Regions from separate parts of the Mus musculus genome. Here region 2 is linked to region 1. A link is a contact called in public HiChIP or PLAC-seq data. All regions are on one chromosome and are shown on one strand. The core of a region is the stretch at or near the end of the contact, and the rest is flanking DNA. Distances in the headings are between cores, read along the strand shown.

Evidence for each region. HiChIP or PLAC-seq counts read pairs in DNA pulled down with a chosen protein or histone mark.
Region 2: an HNF4G HiChIP or PLAC-seq map of pancreatic cancer cells shows a contact between it and region 1. The contact joins the promoter of Spaca9 here to the promoter of Gtf3c5 in region 1. A contact is called at or near these places in 5 of 39 promoter capture datasets (embryonic stem cells, liver, pre-B cells and 1 more), 1 of 15 datasets of contacts at CTCF or cohesin (the G1E-ER4 cell line), 4 of 484 Hi-C or Micro-C datasets (the Ba/F3 cell line and the G1E-ER4 cell line), 2 of 115 datasets of contacts at active chromatin or transcription factors (memory CD8 T cells and pancreatic cancer cells) and 3 of 9 other capture datasets (adipose tissue, liver and pancreatic islet).

What each region holds. Positions count from the first base shown.
Region 1 is chr2:28,580,129-28,585,736 of GRCm38.p6, reverse strand. It overlaps Gtf3c5 (general transcription factor IIIC, polypeptide 5), which reads left to right and starts at 2,458. Exons shown (of 12, transcript NM_148928.3): 1 at 2,458-2,912. The coding sequence starts at 2,760.
Region 2 is chr2:28,696,649-28,702,270 of GRCm38.p6, reverse strand. Spaca9 (sperm acrosome associated 9) reads left to right here and starts at 2,620. Exons shown (of 5, transcript NM_027283.1): 1 at 2,620-2,689. Ak8 (adenylate kinase 8) reads right to left here and starts at 2,110. Exons shown (of 13, transcript NM_001033874.2): 1 at 1,997-2,110. The coding sequence starts at 2,080.

The sequences.
Region 1 (5,608 bases), core at 1,209-3,708:
CTAGGCAACATAAACTATATCTACGAACAAGCTCTGAAACCTGGTCTTGTTCATGGTTCCATTTTGCTTTGGAATGACAAGCTGACCGGGAAGGACAATGCCCAGTGACATGGTTTGTTCTTTTTGGAAGAGAAGCCTGTGAAAGACTCCATTGTCGGTCATTGTCATCCAATGATGAGACCCTGAACATGTGTATAAGTGGGCACAGATGGAGCAGATGGACAGCAAGAATACTGGCCCTGGGACTAGCATAAGCCTTTCAGGGGGCTCCTGAACTCAGGAGACCTCAGGCTTGAACTGGGGTTTCTTAGTGCAGCAACTTCTCCATCTTCCAGGATGTCATGACCACTTACCGCCAGCAGATGGAGGGCTTGCCCATGTGAATGTTCTGTCGCCATCTGATGGCCAAAAGGAAACATTACACTTCTCATCCAGTCCAAGGAGACTCAACGCCTAGCAAGGGAATATTAAAGAAAGCACCTACTATGTGCACTGTGGACTGACCTTGAGAATACAATGAGTTATACCGCATCTCTGTTGAAGCTCAGAAAAATATTTTCCAAAGATTTCCTTTTCACTAGTTGATAAAAGGCTAGTACTTTCCCCACTCCTGGTTCCTCCAAAGGCACACTGCCAACAATATTCAGCGTTCTGCAAAGCCCTGGATAGGAGTGTTATGCTGCTTGCCTGACGATGCTTTCCTGTGGATTTAGGCTCTGCTACACAGCCAGCATCCCCTTTCCATTGCCTTGGGTCATCTCAGGGGCTAGGACATCTGCCCTTCTCCAAGTCTATGTATCAGGAGCAGGACCTGAGATTTGCGAGCACATTTAGACAGCTAAGGCCCAGAACGTCCTTGGTCCTAGAGCAGTGGCTGAAGGGGTGTTGGTCACCAAACTAGTGCGCCCCAGTTCTGAGCCTTGTAAAATTCACCTTGTGTGCCAGGGCCTGTTGGAAAACTGAATCTGAAGAGGCTGGATGCAGAAAGATGGGTAAATGCCATGGGCTTGATTTTTCCTCAACGTTATCTTTTCTAGGTGTAATGGTAGGTGGGAGGGAGCCTAGAGATGGGACTCAACACCTTGAACAGTAAGCACCTCTTCCATCACTGAACAGCGTCTCAGCCTCCAATTCCTTTGCTAGTTGTTCTTGCTACTCAATGTGAGTTCTAGAAGGACAGGCTTTCTGATTCATCATCCACTCCCCACAGACCCAGGCATGCAGGAGACTGCATTTCCTAAATGCTAAATGTGTGGACACTGCTTTCATTAGCTGCCTGATCCTTTTGGCTCTTCTCAGCTTCCAGTCTGAAGGGTCTGATTAGATAGGTAAGTTTTTGTTTGTGAGGGTCTGTGCGCCAGATCTGGCTTGGATCCCAGGCAGGACCAAGTCTCTTTCTCTCAGAAGCTTGGCCTGAGGACCTCAGGTTGGTCCTTGTCTTTGTCTCCCCTCCTGCCCTTCTCCGTGGTTCCTGTTCACATACGGACATGCCTCTCTAGAATGAGATTGATTCAGTGTTCTGTGGCCACGTGTCGATCTAGGCCTGGATTGAATGAGTCATGAAAGTGTCGCCTCATTCATTCACTGGCTCACAACATCTTTAGTGAATGTATACTCTGTGTCTACCCCCGTGTTCAGGTCTGAGAGGTCCGCAGCAAAGCAATACTTACCTTTAGGAAGCTGCCAACACAGTAAAGCAAGGCCAGCATTAAGCAAATAAGGCTGTGCTCCCCGATGTGTGCGTCTGAGTGCCGAGTGCACCAAGGAAATCAGCAGACTAGGTTTAGGTTATCATGGTGGATCCCCAGGGGAGATAAAGCCTATACATAAACCTAAGTGATGAAGAGAAGCTGACAGCTAGGTGGTGGGGGGAAAGAGGGGTGAGGGTCCCGCTGAGAACAGGAACAACGTGAGATCGCTTTCTAAGATCATGTTTATATCATAAGGAGAAGAGATGACAGCTGAATATTGAGAGTGTTGCTACATTGGATGAGGGGTTTACCGAGGCTCCATGTAGCTTAGAAGCAGCTTTGTAGGTTCAGGAACCGAACTTCTTCTCATTCAGAGGTAGAAGCACCGAGTTCAGCAGACTTACCTATCTAATCAGACCCTCACAGAACCAACAGGTGAGTAGCCTATGTTGCAAATTTTGCTAAGCATGCTGTGCGTACATCCTAATATGGGATGCGATGTGCATCTAATATTTTACTGTCATCTCTGCAAGATGACAACAAAGGCTTTGAAGCTTGTGTATTAAACTCACAGAGGTGTGATGATAAGAAGTTATCAATTTGTTAATTTACAGTTGCACTCAGCCCTAAATACATGCACACAGGAGCAAGGCTAAGAGGACTCAGTGGACTGCTTTTTCTTTGACAGCCGAAAACCAGCTCAGGGATGAGAGGCGGGCCAGAGGACGCCTGGGGCACGTCTTCAAGCTCTCATTGGACGGGATATCCGGAAAAACCCGGTCGAATCCTGGCTTGTCTTGGTTGGGTCGGCTGGTGGGATACGCCCTCGTCTCGCCCCTTTGTCCAACCCTCTTCATTTTAAATTAAAAAGCCCCCAGTTCTGTGTGGTGTAGCAAAATAAACAGTTGCGGCGACGCACTTCTTCCTGGAGGCCTTCGAGTCTCCATGATTTAAGGAGACGAGAAAGGTAAGGAGGACCGGAACAATTCCTTCGCGGAACCTTTGAGGTGAGGCCTCGCGGAGCCATTTGAGAACGGACCGCGGCGGGCTGGAACCAGACTAGTAGGCATGGCGGCGGCGGAGCCGGATGCGGACCCGAAGGCCGCCATCCCTGTGGACCTGCGGCGGGAACGGCGCTTGGTGTGCGTGGAGTACCCGGGCGTAGTACGTAACGAGGCCAAGATGCTACAGACCCTGGGCGGCGAGGAAAGCGTCTCTCGAGTAAGGAGCTGGGAAACTCCGGGACCGCGGGAAAGGAATCGTGTCTACTGAATGGGCGGGACCACCGGGCGGGAGAGCGGTTTCCGTGGCAACGGAGAGTTTAGGCAAGCTCTAGGACCTGTTGTGAACTAGGCGGTATTTTCTTTCTGTCCCCAAATGTGAGTAGCATGCTTGGCATCTATCCCAGGACAGTGAGCTGCTCTGACCTTATTGCTCTCGGCAGAAAACCGAGGCACGGGAGGAAAGAGAACTTTTCCACCACCTGTAGTTGAAACTAAAAGTGACACAATTCGCCGGCGTTGTATTATGTGGTTAGCACGTACAAAGTGCTCTCCCGCCCCCCCTTGGTTTTTTCGAGACAGGGTTTCTCTGTGTAGCCCAGGCTGACCTCGAACTCAGAAATCCGCCTGCCTCTGCTTCCCAAGTGCTGGGATTAAAGGCGTGTGCCACCACTGCCCGGCTTTTTTTTTTTTTTTTTCCTGAGACAGGGTTTCTCTTACAGCCCTGGCTGTACTGGAACTCTGTAGACCAGGCTGGCCTCGAACTAGAAATCCGCCTGCCTCTGCCTCCCGAGTGCTGGGATTAAAGGCGTGCGCCACCACGGGCCGGCATTTTTTAATTTTTATTTATTTATTTTTTAACATGCCACAGTCCTTTCAATCCCCAGGGCCGGAACTGACAACATCTGCATTTTACAAGTAAACAGGCCACATAACCACACAACAAGTAGTGGACCTAAAGTGATGCTCTGTGGAATCTTGGAATTGTTTCTTTAGAAATGATTTCCCTGAACATCTTAGCATAAGCAGATTCTGGCTCCTTCCGTTGATAATTCCACTCAGATTTCAGTTTGATACATGTATTACCTGTTCATGTATTACATTTATTACTTGGCCCTGGGGCTGTAAACCGAGCTAGGATCTCTCTTGTTTACCTCTGTACTAATATCTGTACAGATTCCCCATTTTATAAAAATTTATCAAGTATTTGGTTAAGTCCTAATGAAGCTGGGCAGTAGTGACCCACACCTTTAATCCCAGCATTACAGAGGCAGAGGCAGGTGGATCTTTGAGTTTAAGGCCAGCCTGGTCTACAGATCAAGTTCCAGGACAGCATGAGCTAACAAAGAAACTCTGTCTCAAAAGAACAAACAACAAAACGTCCTAATAATATCCTAGTGAACTAGATACTATTTTTCTTTCCTTTTTCCAGATAAGGGGGCAGGTAAGAAAGGCTAAGCCAGACATTGCTACTGGTATGACAGGAAAATGAATTCCAGCACAAATACAGTCTGAGCTGCTGCTCCACTTTTTTATGGGTGTGGATAAGAACTGATGGATGTTATGATATTGAGAGAATCCTTGTTCTCCCTTACCCCAGGGTTGCCTGATATAGACAGTCTTCCATTCTTACATTTTTCTTGGGTTTCTGAAGTCGTCCTAATGTGTCAGGCCATGGCTGGGCTCATCCCTGCTCTGGTAGGTCAGAACTGTGCGTTTTATGAGAAGGGTGCCTGAGGAATGAGGCTGCCGTTTTCAAGATTCTAACCTTATTTTTAGTTGTGTATCCAGGTGATTGTGAAAGCCAGAAGAGGGCGTTGGACCACTTAGTGCTGTGATTACAGGTGGTTGTGCACTATATCCAATGTTTGGGTGCTGGGAACTGAACTCCAGTCTGGAAACAGCTCCTAACTTGTGAGTCATCTCTCCAGCCCTCAGGCTTCTTTTAACTTTCATGTTTTCCCTAACTTGCTACTGAGCGCTTCCTGAAGGCCCCTATCCTGAGTACTGGGAGTCAGGAGTTAAACTTATGGGTGGCCAGTGGATTGCGCCAGTACACACTCTCTGTTCACACACACACAGCTGACACTCACTGCATGCCTCTTACCAAATGTGGGGCAAGCATCTGTTCACATGTAGGTGTTAGTACTTACCAGGAGTTAGGCACCACTGTTTTAATTTAATACTCGTAACAGTATCATATATGAGGTGGACACTATTCAGTGGGAGGGTGGGGGGTTGTTTGTTTCTTTTTTCTTTAAGAAGAAGGAACTGGGGCCTTGAAGGCTATTGGTAATAATAAGCAATGACTGCCAGAGACTATCAATTGAGTCCTGGAGCAGGTGGGTAGTTTTTGGCTTGGTTGGCCCTACCTTAGTCAGTCTGAAAGCTTCTGTCTATTCAGTAGTAAACAGGACAGTAACCCTGCCTGTGGTGTGGCACCTGCACTTGATAGGTGATGGATTTTACTTAATTAGCTGTTATCTCTCACTTTGTAACCTATTGGAAGGAGCCTCTTTGACTTCATTCTCTTTACTACTTAAACATGAATAAACTTGGGTTTAAAAATGAGTCCTAGCCGGGCGTGGTGTCACATGTCTTTAATCCCAGCACTCGGGAGGCAGAAACAGGCAGATTTCTGAGTTCTAGCCTGGTCTACAAAGTGAGTTCCAGGACAGCCAGGGCTACACAGAGAAACCCTGTCTCGAAAAACCAAAAAAAAAAAAAGAGTCCTACTTGCCCCACAGAATCAACTAAGCAGGGCTCACGGGGGCTCAGAGACTGAAGGGACAATCAGGGAGCTTGTATGGTCTGAGCAAGGTCCTCTGCATATATGTTATGGTTGTGTAGCTTAGTCTTCTTGTGGGATTCCCAACACTGGGAGCAGGGGCTGTCACTGAGTCTTTGCCTGCTTCT
Region 2 (5,622 bases), core at 1,371-3,870, 120 kb before region 1:
TGCTAGCCACGAAACGAAGCCCTCACTAGTGGCTGAGTCTCTCCAAAGTGGGACAGAATACTTATCAGCCAAGCAGTTAAATAGTCCTGGATGTTGGCCATTTAACCAACTGAGCAAACACGTCAGAGGAAGCAGTTTTCAGAGTGGCACACCAGGGAACTGGAGAGCTGACAGCAGCTGGGCTGCAGGAGAGGTAGGAAGGGCCAATGAGGACAATGAGGTGCAGAGTAGTCAAGAGCACCAATGGGGAGTCCTGTTTAGACTCTAGATCTCATCCGAAAGTCCCTCCTCTTCTTGGGGCCTCAGCCCTCCTTCCCCAGCCCCCTACCATTCGTTCAGTGGCACAGCTGGGCTGGCTCTGTGCTTAGAGATGTTGTGTTCACTTCTTGACTAAGAGGTTACACAGGTAACACATCTGCATGCTTCGGGCTGATAAGGCCATGAGTCCTTCTCAGGACAAGACAAAAAGAAGCCAAGTCTGAGGACAGTCTGTTATCACGGATGAACAGCAGTGGATCTGTGAATCCCATGAGAGCCACAGACATCTGATAAAACGTCACAGAGCTGTACACACCACCACAGAAACCCAAGAGCAGGTGAAAGGGGGTGAGATCCAGGAGAAGCCTGCAGTGGAGGCTCAAGCACTGCACCCACTTCTGCTTCACGGCTTTGAGAAGACCAAGGTTACACGGCCTAAGCTAGACAAGAGGTGAACGCCATTTTTATAACTTCCCAAGTCTAAGATTATTTGAAAATAAATGATAATAAGATAAAGTATTCTGGTTATCGCCCCACCAATCCAACAAGAAAGCAGGCCAGGATCATATATCACCCCTCTCGTGCCCCCAGATTTGCTGTTTTATTTGTGGCTGGCCACTCCTTGGTCTCCCCTCCATTAACACTTTCCAAAGGAGCTTGCTCAGTAGACTCAGGCTCCTTGGCCTGGGCTCATGTGCCAGCACGGTGTCCCCCTCCTTCTCTCTCTCTCTCTGTCTGTGTGTGTGTGTGTGTGTGTGTGTGTGCGCACGTGTGCGCGTGTGCATGCTAGGCTTGCAGTATAGGGTACTAGAAACTGAGCTCTAGTTTGCCTGCGGCCCCCAGAATCACTGACTGTTAGACAGCTCATCGGTCCAGCCCCTAAAAGTCACTTTCACCTCTGGAGAGCACAAGTCAAAAACTGGAGCACACATAGATGGGGATATGGTTTGGCTGAAGGCCACAGTTGCCTGGGAACCAGGACAAGCTGGGAGCTAGTATAAGGGATGAGGGACGAGGGCTTTCAAAAGGCCAATTCTGAGGATAGAGGCTATGTAGAAAATATGCTGCCCCAGAGGAGACCACCTGGATAGGGATGCCATCTAAAACTTATACGGTCCCCTACTTGTCCTAACAGGGTCAAAGACACCCTCATGAGACAAAACACATGTGTCTTTTGCCTGACGGCTGAGACAATCGGTTTGGTCCTGGGAACTGGAATTTCCCAGGAACCTCATGCCAGGAGAAGGAAAAGGCTGGCACCAGCCAGAGGGGCGGGTCTCCTGGGAAGTTTTCCTCCAACTTGTCAGACCACCTTGCAGGAGGGAGTGGAACGGAGACAGATATGGGTCAGTGAGGTGCGGGATCACACTAGACTTGTGTGGACCCCAAAACTAGCCCCGGGAAGCAGGTCACTGAACTTCTTGAACGTGTTCCTCCTTCCATTGTGGTCACAGGAAATAAGCCTTTCTCTGACTTTTTCTTTTTTTCTGTTGCTTATCTCTTTAACTGGTCTTGGAGTGAGGTGGGTGAGCCTAGCTTGTTAGGGCTTCCAAGGCCCAGCTTAGGTAAGACTCAGGGCTCAGGAACCGGCTGAGGTTTCCCATACAATGCCAGAAGAGGCCCTGGAGACTACTGCGCCATTTCACAGGTGGGGAAACTGAGGAAAGGGATTTCCCCCCAGACCATGCTGCCGGCCCGGCCCGGTAGCCGTATTCCCTATCCTCGGGCGCCTGATCACCTGCATCATCTCGAAAATGTAGTAGTCTTCCCCGTACTGAGGCATTTCCGGGGGAATGCGATGAGGGGCTGTGGTTGCATCCATGTTTCCGACAGCGCTCCGCTCCTTAGTAACGGCGTTGCTGGGACGCCAAGCTATGCGTCATCGGTGAGCGCCTCAGCTGGGGCGAGTCCTGGTCCCGGATTCCATCCACCGAGGTCCTGATCTGCAGTCGGCTCTCCCTCCCCAGGGCCACAAAGCAAACCCCAGAACGCCTGTGGAGCTACAGAGCAATGGGGGATCGGATGACAGAATAAATCCTGCTTCTGGTGTAGCCAACTGTGCGGATCTGGGCGCTGGAAGCTGACCCTGCTCCCTGGATCTCAGTTTCCCCATCTTTAAATGAAAGACGCTGGGGCAGACGTGGGACCGGTTTCTACAGGAGGAAAAGTCATATGCGCCCAGATCATATGGGGGTGGGGGTGGGGGGAAACTGGGCGGGTCTCCTGGTTTGGGCGGCCGGCCGAGTCATGTGACCGGGTTGCCATAGCACCTGTGGTCACAATCGGCCAAGCCTGCCTGGCCTCTATGGCCTCGACCCCGCCCACGCCCATTTCCTGAGGGGCCTTCCCGCCCTCGGGGCCGCACACCCACGGAGGCACTGCAAGCTTCTGGGCACTCTGTGAGGCGAAGGCCAGTCCAAGTCAAACCAGGGTAAAGGGGGATGGAGCGCCGGCGACGAGCTGGGTCGAAAACACTATGGGAGTGGGGGAGAAAGAGGTGGAGGTGTCCTGGCCTAGGGGGAGGAAAGCTGCGTGTAGCTGTGGAAGAGGCAAGGGTGGCATCGTGGAGGAAGGACTCTGTGTAGTAACCCAGAGGGAGGTACACACAGCCTACGATGATAGCCACAAGTCCAACTCTAGATGTTGTAAATTTGACAGATTTACAGTGAGCCTAAGTTTCTACCCTGAGCAGTGGGGAACACTCAGGCATTCCTCCCACAACTACCCTGAAGTCCCCGACAGTGACTGGCCTATAGGGAGTGGACAGTGTGGGTACATAGTGATATCTCACTTAATCTTTAGACTAATCTTAATCTCACCTCACTTTGGACAACAATCGTTCCTGTCTCACAAGTTTTATCTTTATGTATTAATGTGTATAAGGGTGGGACAGAGGAAGAGCAGAGGCTGGGAAAGGGACTTTGGAACCCTGGAGCCAGAGTTGCAAGCAGTGAGCCAATAGATCTAGGTGCTGAGAACTAAACCCAGGCCCTCTGGAAGAGCAGCAAGTGCTGGGGACCGAGTCACTCCTGCTCCTGTAGCTCACCTGTTTGCATGGGTCAAGCTGGAGGAGCTCTCAGGGGCTCCGGGGGCCACAGCACCAGGCAGTGTCAAGTCAGATGAAAACCTTCTGCTCCGAAGACAGACAAGACACTGCAGAATAAGACAGGCCAGAGGAGTTAGCTGGTGGCTTTGGGCAAGTCATTTCCTCTTTCTGGATTTCTTCCCTCGACAGCTGCTGGGCACAGAGAGGAAGTTTCAATAGCTTGAAGAGTTTCTATCCAATCCCCCACCTTTTACAGAAACAGAGGCTAAGGCCTAGCAAAGGGGAAAAGTCTTGCCCAGGGGCTGAGAATGAAATCAGAGGGAGCCTCAAGGCTGAGAGCTAGCGTTCTGACCTGGGATAATGACACCTGCCCATGTAAAGCCACAGCGCAGCCCTCTGTCCCCGAGACCTGCTTCCTCAAAGGCCTCAGGCCTCGGTAGACTTGTCAGCTGGGGAAGCAAAGATGAGGCCTCCCCAACAAAGAAAGCAGCAGCCACACTGCAGCTTGCACTGGGGGGGGGGGGGTTCAGTGTGCTTCCTGGACATTTTTGAAGTGGCTTTCGTCTCCGCTCATTTATTTTAAGCCCTAGGCGCTTTTCATACTGCGATCTAATCTTCTTTAGCAGCCTGGAAAAATACAAATCAATTAAAGCCTCAAACCTATGGGGTAATCACCTTTCCCTCCCTTCTCCCCCAGAGAGAGCAGCGCCTGCATCCAGGCCTTTCATCCACTCTAATTTGGCTGCAGAGGCCTGTGGTCAGGGGCCAATCACTTTGGATAGCTAGTTACATCCCCTTCTGTGACATCCCTGACGTGTTCATGTCACAAGTTGCTAGGATCAAGAACTAAGTCAGGTTTGCTCTAGGGAGCTCGTGGGGCACAGCAAGCCAGTTAGCATGGCTTCCTTGGAGAACCTGGAAGCCCTGAGGATGGGCAGAGAGCTGAGCACAGGGGAGGGAGCCCCATGAGTGCTAATTCTCATTGCTCTGGGATAGGAGTGGAAGTGAGGCCCCCCAAGTCCAGCTAGAGGGGGACCCTAGAAGTGGATAACTTTCCAGATCCTTGCTAGCACCGCCCACCTGTTCCTTAGCAGCCACAGCCAACCTGATCCCTGTCATCTTGTCTCTAAGGAATATAAAAGAGGGAGGGTCCAATCAAAGAGCTACCCTGAATCAAGCAGGGATATGACAGATCCCGGCTTGCCCACTTCCCATGTGGGTTTAGCTTCTCCCTCAGATCTTTAAAGGGTCTCCTCTAGTCATCTCCAAGTTCTGTGATGTGCAGGCCAGCATCCACAGAGGCCATGTTCTGGTCTGTTCTCAGTTTTTTGATTTTTTGTTTTGTTTTTTGTTTTTTAATGGTTTTAGAGATTTATTGTAGAAAGGAAGGGAGAAACAGAGAGAAGGTACAAAGAGAGAAGCCAGCCATGGCCACATGGAGAGAGGGGAAAGGGAGAGAGAGAAGGAGGGCTAGAGAAGAGAGTAAGAAAGGTGAGAGCTGCCGGGCGTGGTGGCACACGCCTTTAATCCCAGCACTTGGGAGGCAGAGGCAGGCTGATTTCTGAGTTCGAGGCCAGCCTGGTCTACAAAGTGAGTTCCAGGACAGCCAGGGCTACACAGAGAAACCCTGTCTTGAAAAACAAAACAAAAATAACAAAAAAAAAAAAAAAAGAAAGGTGAGAGCTAAAGAATCTGTTCTCAGGTCTTATGTTCTCTGGCTGCCATTTATTTTGTCACAGGTGTTGTCCTAGTTTCAATGTCCTCACTAGGAAGCCACCAATGTCCCTTCCTTTATGTGCCTCCCTTACGCTTCTCCTTGCATGGCTGGCCTCTTCCACTTCCAGCATCCTGGAATAGCCTTGGGTCATGTGACACGGGCTGGCATGCTGGAGCCTGGGCTCTGGGTGTACCCATGGAAGGGTGGTGGGATGTGGGATAGTGAGGATGCTGTTTAGACATCAGGAAGCCTGGGATCGATGGCACACACTCACTGGGACTCCCTTATCTCTAGGTCTCCAAATACCTCCTGGAAGTTACAGGTTAGGGACTGCTGAGGTCCCTTCCAGCTCTGACATTCCTTAAAGACTATAAGCATTTTGTCGGAGGTCAGTAAACCATGACAGCATGGAGTAGGGCACCCCTGCCATGTCTGCTCAGGGGGGATCCTCAGTGCTTGAGGATCCAGCATCACATCAGTGATGGCCCTCGGGTTGCATACAGTTGGCCTTCCTAATCAGGCAATGCAGGTAATTAATATAAGACAGGGGACGAGTCTACACCCGCACCTACCTACCCTGGAAAGCTGCAAACCTGAGGCT